Regions from separate parts of the Rattus norvegicus genome. Here region 1 is linked to region 2. The links are chromatin contacts, called in public Hi-C maps. All regions are on one chromosome and are shown on one strand. Each heading gives the region's core, a stretch centred on a gene start, on an enhancer-like site or on the middle of the called end of the contact. The rest is flanking DNA. Distances are from core to core; before and after follow the strand shown. Region 1 has its middle 24 kb from the start of Skor1. Region 2 holds the start of Pias1 (protein inhibitor of activated STAT, 1).

Region 1 (5,717 bases), core at 1,540-4,039, 150 kb after region 2:
TCCAGAACAACTTCTATAAGCGCTGGTCTCCTGCAAGTGTGGTTCATCTGCAGAAGTACACAGCCTTCTACAACAAACTGTCCCACCCCCAGTATTTCTGACTGCTTACCACATGTTTTGCAAGAGTTGGCCGATGTTCGTATGCCTTAGGTGTTTGCTTACTGAAGAGAAAGCCTGTCTTTCACCTCACAGAATGCTAACTCCAAGTCTGAAGGTCATCGGCTTCAATGGACTGTGGTCTCTTCTATTATCAGGTAAAAGGCTTGCTCCTTGGCCTCTCAAGCTCTTGCCTCATCTTCTACCTCTAAACAGAGGGACCGGCCTCTTGAGTACCACCTGCTAACCTGCCCTGACTAAAGCCTACGCACACCTCTTTCCAGCAGCCTGGGAATACATGCTCTCCTCCTTAAGCCCAAAGCAAACTGGTGTCTAGTTCAGTTCCGTGGTTGTGACAAATACCCTGAAAAAAAGCAGCTCGGAGGGAATGGGCTTCTTTCAGTTCGAAAACCCAGGGTGCAGCCCCAGGGGAGGTGATGTGGGACCACAGAGCTTCCATTCACATCCTCACTAGAGAGGAATCACAATGGAGGTGCTTACTGAAGGCGGCTGCTAGCTTCCTCTATTCCTAGCATCCCAGAACCCAAAATGGCGGATCCTGGCTCCCACTCACAGGCTGGATCTTTCCATTCGTGAAAGGCAGTCCAACTCAAAGCCTACAGCAATGGTTCTCAACCTTCCTCATGCTGTGATCCCTCAATACAGTTCTTCATGGTGTGGTGAGCCCCCCAAACATAAAATTATTTTTATTGATACTTCACAAGCGTAATTTTGCTACTGTAATAAATTGTAATGCAAATATTTTGGGCGGTAGAGGTTTGCCAAGGGGTTGCCACCCAAGGTTGAGAACCGCCACTCTGTAGACATGCCCATAGGCCAAACCGATCTAGACAGTCCCTCACTGAGACTCCTATGATTCTAGCTTGTGTCAACAATTAAAACCATCACACTCCTGCCAGGTGCAGTCATTTAATCCCAGCGCTCTGGAGGCAGGTGGGTCTCTGTGGCTTCCAGGCCAGCCGGAGTAGCATAGTGAGACACCGTCTCAAAAGCAGTGACAGATGACACACACACAATGCACGTGCACGCACACAATGCACGCACAGAGACAGGGAAGGAAAGTTCCTTCTTGTACCTTGGGGCAGGAGAGATGTCTTTCTGGTTATGAACATGTATCGATCCTGCTGAGGACCTAAGTTCAGGGCCCAGCACCCACAAGATGTCTAACGATTGCCTGTAACTCCAGTTCCGAAGGATCAGACACCCTCTCCTGGCCTGCACAGCTCCTACAAGCAGGTCGTGCACAGAAACTCACGCAGGCGCACACACAGATACATAAATAATATTTTTTAGGCTACCAAAACAAACAAGAACCTCATCACACTCCATAAGTCCTTACAGTCTCCTTTATTCTTCCCACAGGCCCCCTCTCTCCAAAACTGCACACTATCGGAAGAGTAGGCAGCATCCTCAGATCCCACCCCTCCCCCAAAGATTCCTCCTTTGTGTGCTGTGAGGCGGGCACTCTCTCACACTGCAGGTGGGAGGGGGAATTGGCAGGATCTCTCTGGGAAGCAATTCTGTAACCTGACTCAAAAGCCTGAAAAATATTTGTGCCCTTTGTCCTAGTAATCCTACCTCTAAAATATCTGCCTAAGGAAATAATCAGAAATGCTGACAAGGGTAGATGTTTAAAGATGTTAATCTTGCTGTTATTTTAACAGCAAAAACTGGAAACAATTTAAAGGCTCCACAGCAGGGGCTAACTTAAATAAATTGTACTAAAATGGGATGAAATACCGTGCAATCAGTAAAACTATCATTTTGGAAGAACAATTGACTGGAAAGTTGCATAAGTGGCGGATCCGTACAGTTTGGGGCTGGTTTCTTTCCATATAAAATTAGCTAACACTTGTGGAATGTTACTTACGTTCCCTGAGTCCTCAGGACATTCCCATACTGTTCACACCGTTATCCTCATTTTTTAGAGAAAAAACAGCGCCAATGTCTGTGGTGCGAGGCATGTGGGAACATTTTCTTTATCCTCTTGTGCAGTCTCCCATTCTGCCTTTCTTTTTTCTTTTCTTCTTCTTTTTTGGGTGGTGGGGGAGTTTGAGGCAGGACTTCTCTGTGTACTCTTGGCTGTCCTGGAACTCACTCTGTAGAACAGGCTGGCTTCAAACTCCAAACTCACAGAAATCCACCTGCCTCTGCCTCCCAAGAGCTGGAATTAAAGGAGTGTGCCACCACTGCCCAGCTTCCCATTCCTTAAAAGCATTAAAACATTTTTTTAAAATGTGTGTGGATGAGTGTTTTGCCCTTGAATGACGAGCATGCAGTTGCTTGGTGAGGCCAGAAGCAGAAGAGGACGTAGGAACCCCTGGAGCTGAAGTTGTGAATTGCTCCGTGGATGCTGGGAATCCAGCGTAGGTCCTCTGCAAGAGCAGCCAGTGCTCTTAGCTACAGAGCCACCTCTCCCTGTCTTGGTTCCTAATTCTTGAAGGAGGTGATTTTTTTGGTCTCATTTGGGTTTGGGGAGATTTTTGATAGTTTTGTGTCTTTTTGTTTGTTTGTTGTTTCTCTGTGTACCCCTGGCTGGCCTCAAACTCAGAGATCCCCAGGCCTCTGCCTCCAGAGTTGGGATTATAGACATGTGCCACCGTGCTTAGCTTTGCTGGTTGGCTTTAAGTTACTGTTTTTTGTTAGTGTTGTTTTTAGATTTTTGCCCTTCCTTTCCTGTTTTGTTATTTTGCGGGGGTTTTTTTGTTTTTTGTTTTTGTTTGTTTTTGTTTTTGTTTTTGTTTTTTGGTATCGTTTTTGCCAGCTGAAGTGAATGGTTGCTTTCTGGTATTACAGATGTTAATGCTGAAGAATTTGAACCACACACAGAAAATGAAGCCTTTCCCCGCAAGGTTAATCCAATTGCCAGAGCTGACTCTGAAGTCGAGCTCTCTGCTTAACGTTTCCAAATGTGTCTGGGGACAGAGGCACTTTCAAGCAAATGCCACCCTCCTCAGGACCAAGTCAATGAGCTCCCCAGCCGGAGTCCTTTAAGAGAGTACATTCGGTGTGGGGCTTTTCTTGCAGTGGCTGTCTGTTTTGTTTTGTTTTTGTTTTTGTTGTTCTCCCCACTCCCTAGTAGGAAACCATTTCTGATCCAGACCGTTCCAGCCCAACAGCTGGGAGTTGGGATGCGAAAACCCCCGTTTCAGTTCTGACCCACGGTTCAGGCCGTCAAAGGTTAACATTTTTCCTTCATGTTCCCTGGTCCCCATCTTTAGGCCGGCTGGTCCATTTGTACGACTGCTAGTAGTTCCGAAGTTCCTGGGTACCTCCACTCCCCATCCCCATTTCCCGCTGAATCGGGACCCTTCGAAGTCTGTTCCACCTAGATAAGAGAGGCCAGAGAAGGGGAGATGTCACCGACCAGTGCTAGCCGCAGAAGCAGGAGGTTGGCCTTGGAAGGCTGTTCCCACCCACTTAAGGGCCTCTGGAGAGCCCGGCTGGCAGCGTGCAGAGCTGCAGGAGGCGCCTCTAGGGCGTCGCACCCAGGGCGAGCTCGCTTGTAGGCGGCCAATGCCTGCGGGAACAGCGAGGGGCCTCCTGCGCGGAGCCGTCGCCCTCTGGTGGCAGCATGGGAAAGGTACAGCTGTTCGCTGGGCGCCACCTCCCCTCAGACCAGAACTGGAACTTGCTAGAAGGGGAAGCCAGACACAAATGAGCCAGGACTGGAACCTGGGACTCCAGGCAAATTCCTCATTCAACTGACATTTACAAGGACCTCTAGAAACTATGAAGAGTAAGCATCCGAGGCTTAAGATTTGACTCAGGCTATTGCAATAAGGAGAACAGTTGTTAATGAGTAATGTCTAAAACAAAAGGGAGGAGGGCGGGAGTGTTAGTTAGGCCGGTAAAGAGAGTCACCAGAGCACCATAGAAGCAGGAAGGAAGGAAGTGTGGAGATGATGGCCTTTTCGCGGAACATGCACATCAATGTGGCCGGTTCCTTAGCTTTCTCCCGGAACCCAAATTTAGCAGTGAGAGTGTTGTCTGCTCGGGCTGCCTTTGCCAGCACTGTAAACAGCAAAGCGATATTGTCCTTTGTGAGAGGAAGGAAGAGGAGCTGTGGAGATGGTTTAGGGGTTAAGAGTACTTAGTGCGCGCGCACACACACACACACACACACACACACACACACACACCCCGCTACCTACTTTTTAAAAAACGTTAAAGGAAGAGAAGAAAGGGATGCTGGGCCCTATTGTTAGGCATGAGGGAGATTCCAGACTGACATGCTGAGTCTAGGCTGGGGTTGCATGAGGTTGCGTAGAGCTATGCAATCATGCATAGCTGGATTGCTGGAGGTGGGGGGATTGTTCAAAGAGGGACGTCCTCCCGGATGCCCTCCCCCAGTCATCCAGCTGTTACATCTTTAATAATCTTCCCTACTATTTCCCACAACTCCACTGGTTACGGCACAGCCCCTTTGACTGGTTCCACAGCTTTCCCCTGGGCCTCTGAAGGCCCTCTTAACTGATGTGTTTTCAAGCACAGCCTACCCTGCTGTATCCAACTTCTGGCCCATCATCCTGCCAGTGAGGAGAGCTGACCTTTCATGATCTCCTCAGAGGGACTCCAAGTAGACCTGTTGCCTATCAAAATCCCAGAAGGGATTTTGGGGGTGTAGTTCCGTTGGTTATCCAGGCCCTGTGTTTGATCTCCAGCAATGCATAAAACCCCCAGTGGTGCTGCACTCCTGGACTCAGAGACAGAAGAAGGGGGATCAGGCATCTTCAATTACACAGTGAGGTCGAGGCCAGCCTAGGACACATGAAACTGTATCAAAAAATATAAATGGGGGTGGGGGTAGTTTGGACAGATGGCTTAGTGGTTAAGAGAACAAGCTACTTTTGCAGAAGACCTGAGTGCTGTTCTCAGCATCCACAAAGCGCAGTCCACAACTGCCTGTAACTTCAGTTTCAGGGGGTCTAATGCTCTTTTCTGGCCTCCCAGGGCAGCTCACTTACACATGCATACCCCATAATTAAAAATTGAAAAGAAACCAGGCAGTAGTGGTGTGCACCTTTATTCCCAGAGGCAGGCAGATCTCTGAGTTCAAGGCCAGCCTGATCTACAGAGTGAGTTCCAGGACAGCCAGGGCTCCACTGAGAAAAACAAAAACAAACAAACAAATATTTAACCTTTTTTAAAAGTGTGTCAGTAGGAGCCCCATCATGGTGGATGAAGAGGCTAAATCTAGGGAGCCAGACTAGCAACAGCAACCCGCCGCTCCCCCCCCCACCGCCCCGGGCATTTCTGCCTGCTCACACTGCTAGCTTCAGCTGCATGAGGTGATAGCTAAGGAGGAAGGTCTAGACGGTCCAAGGAGGCCTTGTCCTGCCCCACCCCACTGCACTGACGCTGGCCAGCGGAGCCCCTTGTCCAGGCTTGACTTTAACATTGACTTTCCCAGTCATATAAAACATCGGGGTTCATTATGACACTTCCAGGCCTGTCTGTCACTTGCTTTGCTAATATTCACCCCATAGTTAAACTTTCCTGCCTCCCAACAACTCATGCTGCTTCCCACCCCCAGTAAGTCCTCTTTCTGCTTCTGTGCCAGATATGTTCACTTTCAAAACTCTAGATTCTGTCTGTGA
Region 2 (5,520 bases), core at 522-3,021:
CTGTCTTAAACGAGTTAGTAATAAGAAGCAAACTTAAAAGAACAAATACTCAAATCTTGTACAAAAATCTTCATATGTTAACACTCCAAAGTTACTAGGGAAAAAAGATCTTCCAGTGAGGCTTTTGCGCGCATATGCGCGTGTGCATGTGTATACACACACACACACACACACACACACACACACAGAGAGAGAGAGAGAGAGAGAGAGAGAGAGTGTGAGTCCAGAAACAAAGGTAGTGGTCTGCTTGTTCTAGAAGTTACTTCATCATAATGGAGAAAAAAATAATTTTTATTGGTTATAAAAAGAATTTCTAAATCTTCCTGAAGATTTGCAATTGCATAGCCCAATCTCCACTCTGACAGAGATGCTGGTTCTCTCTTGTGCTATAACCAGCTGTTTGGTTTGCACACAGGAAGCCAGAGAAGGGAATACCGTGTTCAGAGCCTCTAAATAATATGCGTTAGTTAAGAACTGCCTGCCTGCCTGCTACTAAACCAGAATTATTCAAGCAGAGCCCCATTTGTCACAATCCAATCATAAGGGTTCCACCAGCCCTCCCCCAACAGCTTGTGTAGTGGTATATGTGCTTTGGTAAAGGAGCCATCATCAGGTAAAGATTGGGGTGGGAGAAAAAACGGAGAAAAGGGGGCACCCTTTCATCTAATTTCGCGAGGCATGAGTAATTGGTACAGTTGAGAGGAACGATGGAACGTTCTATTTATTGGAGGTTAGGGTGGGATGGGGGGAGGAGAATTTCGTTTAAATCAACATGGCCAGCAAGATGTCCCTAACAAACAAAAGGCAACGGGGGATATAAACACGAACCATTCACCTCCATCAGCTATAGCATCGCCATCATGGTGTGTGTAGAGACCCCCAAGGCTGCTCTCATCAGCCACACCAGAGACAGCAAGAGTGGAGAGAGGTGGCTGTATCCCCACCACCGCTCCCAAATGCACACTCTTCCAGTGGGTTGTTCCCCCCCCACCCCAACCCGGTGGCCCGGAATCAAGAGAGAAACAGTAACGTCCCGCCTGGGCAGACTCCCCCTACAACCCTTTAGCCGAACCTCCAACGCCGGCTCCGGGCTCGCTAAACTTTCCAAGAGCTTCTCCCTCGTACTCCCTAGCCGATCGCCCCGGGATCGCGCATTCCCACTGGCCGGGCACCCACTGACAGGCCGGCAGCGGCGGCAGCGGGGCGGGGGCGCCTGGGCGCCGCGGAGGGGCGGGGCGGCCTGAGCCAAGTTCCCGGGGGTCCGAGCGCAGCGCCTGACAGGAGCCCGGGACGGCGAAAGAGGAAGAGGAAGCGGCAGCGGGGCAGTTTTCCCAATCCCCCTCTTCCAAGCGCAACCTACCCCCCCCCAGCCCCTGGCTGCCCGTGGGGGGGAGGGTGGGGAGGCGGGCTGCAAGGTAAGGCACCCAGGCCCCGGGGACCGCCGCTGCCGCCACGTCCCGACTCACTCTCTCTTCGCCCCGCCACCCCCGCCAGAGGCGCCCACAACAATAACACGCCGGGGACGACCCGTCAGCGCCCCCGAGGCACCCGGGGCCCACGGCCCGCCGCAGCCAGGCCCCCTCCACTGAGGCCCGGAACGCCTCTCCGGCCTACAACTCCAGACCCGGGTGGAGCCCGGCCCGAGCGGCCCCCCCAGGGTCCGACCCATCCCCCCCGGCACCAGCGGCGCCGTCTCCGCGGCCGAATATTAGAAGTGAATTCGAGCTGCGCTTTACCTTTAGTTCCGCACTGTCCGCCATCTTGCGTCTGTCAGCGCAAGCGCAGTGAAGCTCGCCGGGGGCCGCGCTGGACCCTCCCCTCTAGCGGACTTGACTCCGCCTCCGCCCCGCCCCTCAGCCTTCCCGCTCCGCCCCCTGCCTCCGCCCCACTCCCGGACCTCGTTGCCCCGCCCGGAGCACGCACAGCTGCGAGACCCACACGTACTATTTAAATAATGGCGCCAAGCGGGAGTTTGACAGTTACTACCCCCTCGGCCTCCCCGCCCCCACGCCGGCCCGGCCAGGAGCGCCCAGGGAAGAGGCCACATCTGGGGGAGGTGTTGGCCTCAGTTTCGTCCTTCATCTGCCCTCTGAGCCACTGTTGACAGAAGCCACAACGCTCCCGGATCCGCAGGATGCGTTCTGCACCTGTACCCTACCCAGCCTCGGGTGGATCACGATTAGCTAGTTTCATTTAAGGAGAATTTGAAGACGCGTTTCAGGGTTTGCGCAAATCCTCATGATGAGGCAGTAAGGCCAAAAAAATATATATTATCATTCCCATGGTATCTTTCTTTTCCGAAATAAAGGCTCTGAGGGGAAAAGGAACTCCCCTAAACAGCATGTAACAGGGGTGGCTAAGGCAAATTCTGAAGACAGCCATTCGTCGTCACGTTACCCTGTGCAGTCAGAAATTAGGGAAGATCCCTGACCTGTCGCTCATGGGGTACAGATCTGTGAGCTAATAAAATAGAATTACTAATGGTGATGAACAGCATTGAGATCAAAAGGCTAACTAAGAGAAAAATGGATTAAGGGGAGGTGTGCTTAATCCCCGAAGGGTTTTCTCCAACTGCATTGATATTTAGACTAGAAGAAAGATTATTTCATACCTACTCCTATCTACTAAAAGCTTCCTTCCTTCAAAATCCAAGCCTTTTTTTTTTAACTGACCAACGTTTTACTATCAAAATCCTCTTAACATTTGGATTACACTGAACTACCTCTGAATTCAAGAAGGCCAGATCCTGACCAGTGACCTAGATTATTTTCACTCCCACATTCCTAATTCCTAATTTTTTTTACTCCAGTATCTATAGTTTCCAACCTCCTTCCTTAACAGAATCATTTTCATCAGCATATAAACATATCAAAATTCCTCTTACTTAAATTTAAACTTCCTCTGGATACAAAATTACCTTCAGTGGGTACTCTTTTTCTCTGCTTTCTTCATGGAATAAATTCTCAAACAAGACTTCATTTTTCTACAAGTATTTGTTCCCATTTCTTCAGTGGCACTGACCTTTCCACCTATCCTGAGGCAGCTACACTGCCCTATCTTGATCTATCATCAAGAGGACTGTTCATCTATACCTTTGCAAAGCCCACTCTCAGTTCTCAGGACTTACCTAAATTGGCTAGAGGGAACTGCTAACCATTGACGTCCTTGCTTTCTCTGGAAACACAGTTGTTGAACTTTCCTCCATATCCCTGTCACTGTCCTGACATTCCATTCCTGTCTCTTCACTGAGTGACTCCCCACCCCCTACCTCTCTCTTTCTCTCTGTCCTTCCTTCCCTCCCTCTCTCCACCCCTTTTCTCTATGCAGCCCTGGAATTTGCATAAGGACTAAGTGGATCTCTGTGAGTTAGAGGTCAGTCTGGTCTACAGAACTTGTTCTAAGACAGCCAAGGCTACACAAAGAGACCCTGGGGTGGGGGTGGGGACAAGAAAGAAGGAAAGAAAGGAAGGAAAGAAGAAAGACAGACAGACAAGAGAGACACAGAGACACAGAGACACAGAGGAAGAAGAAAGATTGAAGAGTCTAAGACTCAGTCTGTGATCTTTATTCAAGCACCCAGAGCTATCAATCAACTCTTGACTATAATATAATGATTTTCAAATATCTGCAGCTTAGACTGCATCACCAAATTCGAATGCAGGCAACCGTAGGGATTCAGCTCTGCTTACAGACTGTTTATCTAACTGCCTAACATACAAGAAGCCTGTGTTTGAACGTTGATACTGCATAAAAGTGAAAATGGTGGTACGTGCCCAAAATCCCAGTAGTTGGGAGGTAAAAGTCAGGAGTTCCAGTTTCAGGCAAGCCTGGGCTACGTGAGATCCTATCCCAAAAGAAATAATTTAATTTAGTATTAATAATTTAATTTAGTATTAATTAATTATTTAATTTATTAAATAATTTATTAATTAATTTTGGTTTAGAGATACTGTGTGTGGTGGTACAGGCCTTTAATTCCAGCATTCGAGGCAGACACAGGTAGATCTCTTGTGATCTCTATGTTCTACATAGTACTCTAGGTCAGCTAGGGCTACAAGTAAGGCCCTGTCTCAAATGTAATTAATTAACTAATTAAAAGGAGGTTGATCCCTAATGTTGCTAGCTACCTAGTATCAGCTCCACATCTCATCGTCACTCCACCTTCTTCCTTGACTGTCACATTCCTCCTTGACTGCCAGGCTTGCTCCGTTCTCAACTGTCTCACAATCATCCAGTATATATATCCAATATTGTCAAAATGAAAGTCAGGGAAGCATCCTTACTCCTCTCTTTTATTTATTTCCAGTGTTAGAGCGTCCACAAGTCCAGCCGAGTTCAGCTATTAAAATATTGCCTTCTTCACGACCATCCCTCTCTTCCAGACTACAGAGGACTACCAGACTGACAGAGTCCAGGCTGACTCTGGCTTTCCTGACCCCCAGGCGCTTCTGTCTTCTTGAGCCCTATATTTGGAACTGGCCTAGATAGCAAAGGCCTGTAATCCTAGAACTTTCCGTTAACATCTGAGTGTGCAATACAAAAACATGATCCTAACACTTTGGGGTGGGGTGGAGCAAAGCAAGAAGACTTTCAATAGTTCAAGACCAGCCTGGACTACACAGTGAGTTCTAGGACAACTTGAGCTATATAGCTAGACTCTGTCTATAAACACACGAACAAACAGTTGTAGTGGCCCACGACTAATATCCTAGCACTTGGGAAGTGAAGGCAAGGGGATAAGGAGTTCAAAGGCAACCTGGGCCACACAAGTTTGTGTCCAGCTGCCCTGCAAGAGGTCTCAATTCAAAACTAAACATTTAAAACAAAATTTGGTACTGGAGAGATGGCTCAGTGGTTAAGAGCACTGACTGCTCTTCCAGAGGTCCAGAGTTCAGTTCCTAGCAACCACATGGTGGCTCACAACCATCTGTGATAAGATCTGGTGCCCTCTTCTGGCATGCAGTCACATATGCAGGCAGAATGCTGTATACACAATAAGTAAATAAATCTTTAAAACAACAACAACAGGGCTGGAGAGATGGCTCAGCGGTTAAGAGCACCCGACTACTCTTCCAGAGGTTCTGAGTTCAATTCCCAGCAACCACATGGTGGCTCACAACCATCTGTAAAGAGATCTGATGCCCTCTTTTGGTGTATCTGAAGACAGCTACAATGTACTTATATATAATACTAAATGAATAAAATCTTAAAAACAACAACAACAACAAAAATCAAAATTCGGCCTTTTCTCCTACTTCCAGGCACAAAACACCAAAAGCTCCCAGCAATTTTCTGATAGCTATGTCTTTTTGCTATCCTGAGGTTCCCCCCATCCCCGCCCCTCTTTCAGCTGAGTATGTTAATCAGGTGGTTCTGGCTGAGTCACCTCAAGAGCTCAATAGGGGGTTCATAAAGATTCTCTTTTTTCCAAGTCGTTTAAAACTTTGTGTTTGGGTGTGTATATATATGCTAGTGTATGTGCATGTGTGTGTGTGTGTGTGTGTGTGTGTGTGTGTGAGA

Evidence for each region. A called contact is a pair of places that touch in the nucleus more often than the background predicts.
Region 1: a Hi-C map of liver shows a contact between it and region 2, with 2.9 times the contacts expected there. The contact joins the enhancer-like site here to the promoter of Pias1 in region 2. A contact is called at or near these places in 6 of 12 Hi-C or Micro-C datasets (the A7r5 cell line, Schwann cells, frontal cortex and 3 more) and 1 of 1 datasets of contacts at active chromatin or transcription factors (oligodendrocytes).

The regions. Positions count from the first base shown.
Region 1 is chr8:72,476,527-72,482,243 of GRCr8, forward strand. No RefSeq gene overlaps it. Among named protein-coding and RNA genes, the nearest start is that of Skor1, 24 kb to the right of the region's middle. Within about 2 kb of position 2,790, at least 24 of the 93 cell types and tissues checked have an H3K27ac peak or open chromatin away from gene starts, as enhancers often do. A contact at or near this core is called in liver, where this site is marked.
Region 2 is chr8:72,332,540-72,338,059 of GRCr8, forward strand. Pias1 (protein inhibitor of activated STAT, 1) reads right to left here and starts at 1,772. Exons shown (of 14, transcript NM_001106829.3): 1 at 1,737-1,772. The coding sequence starts at 1,760.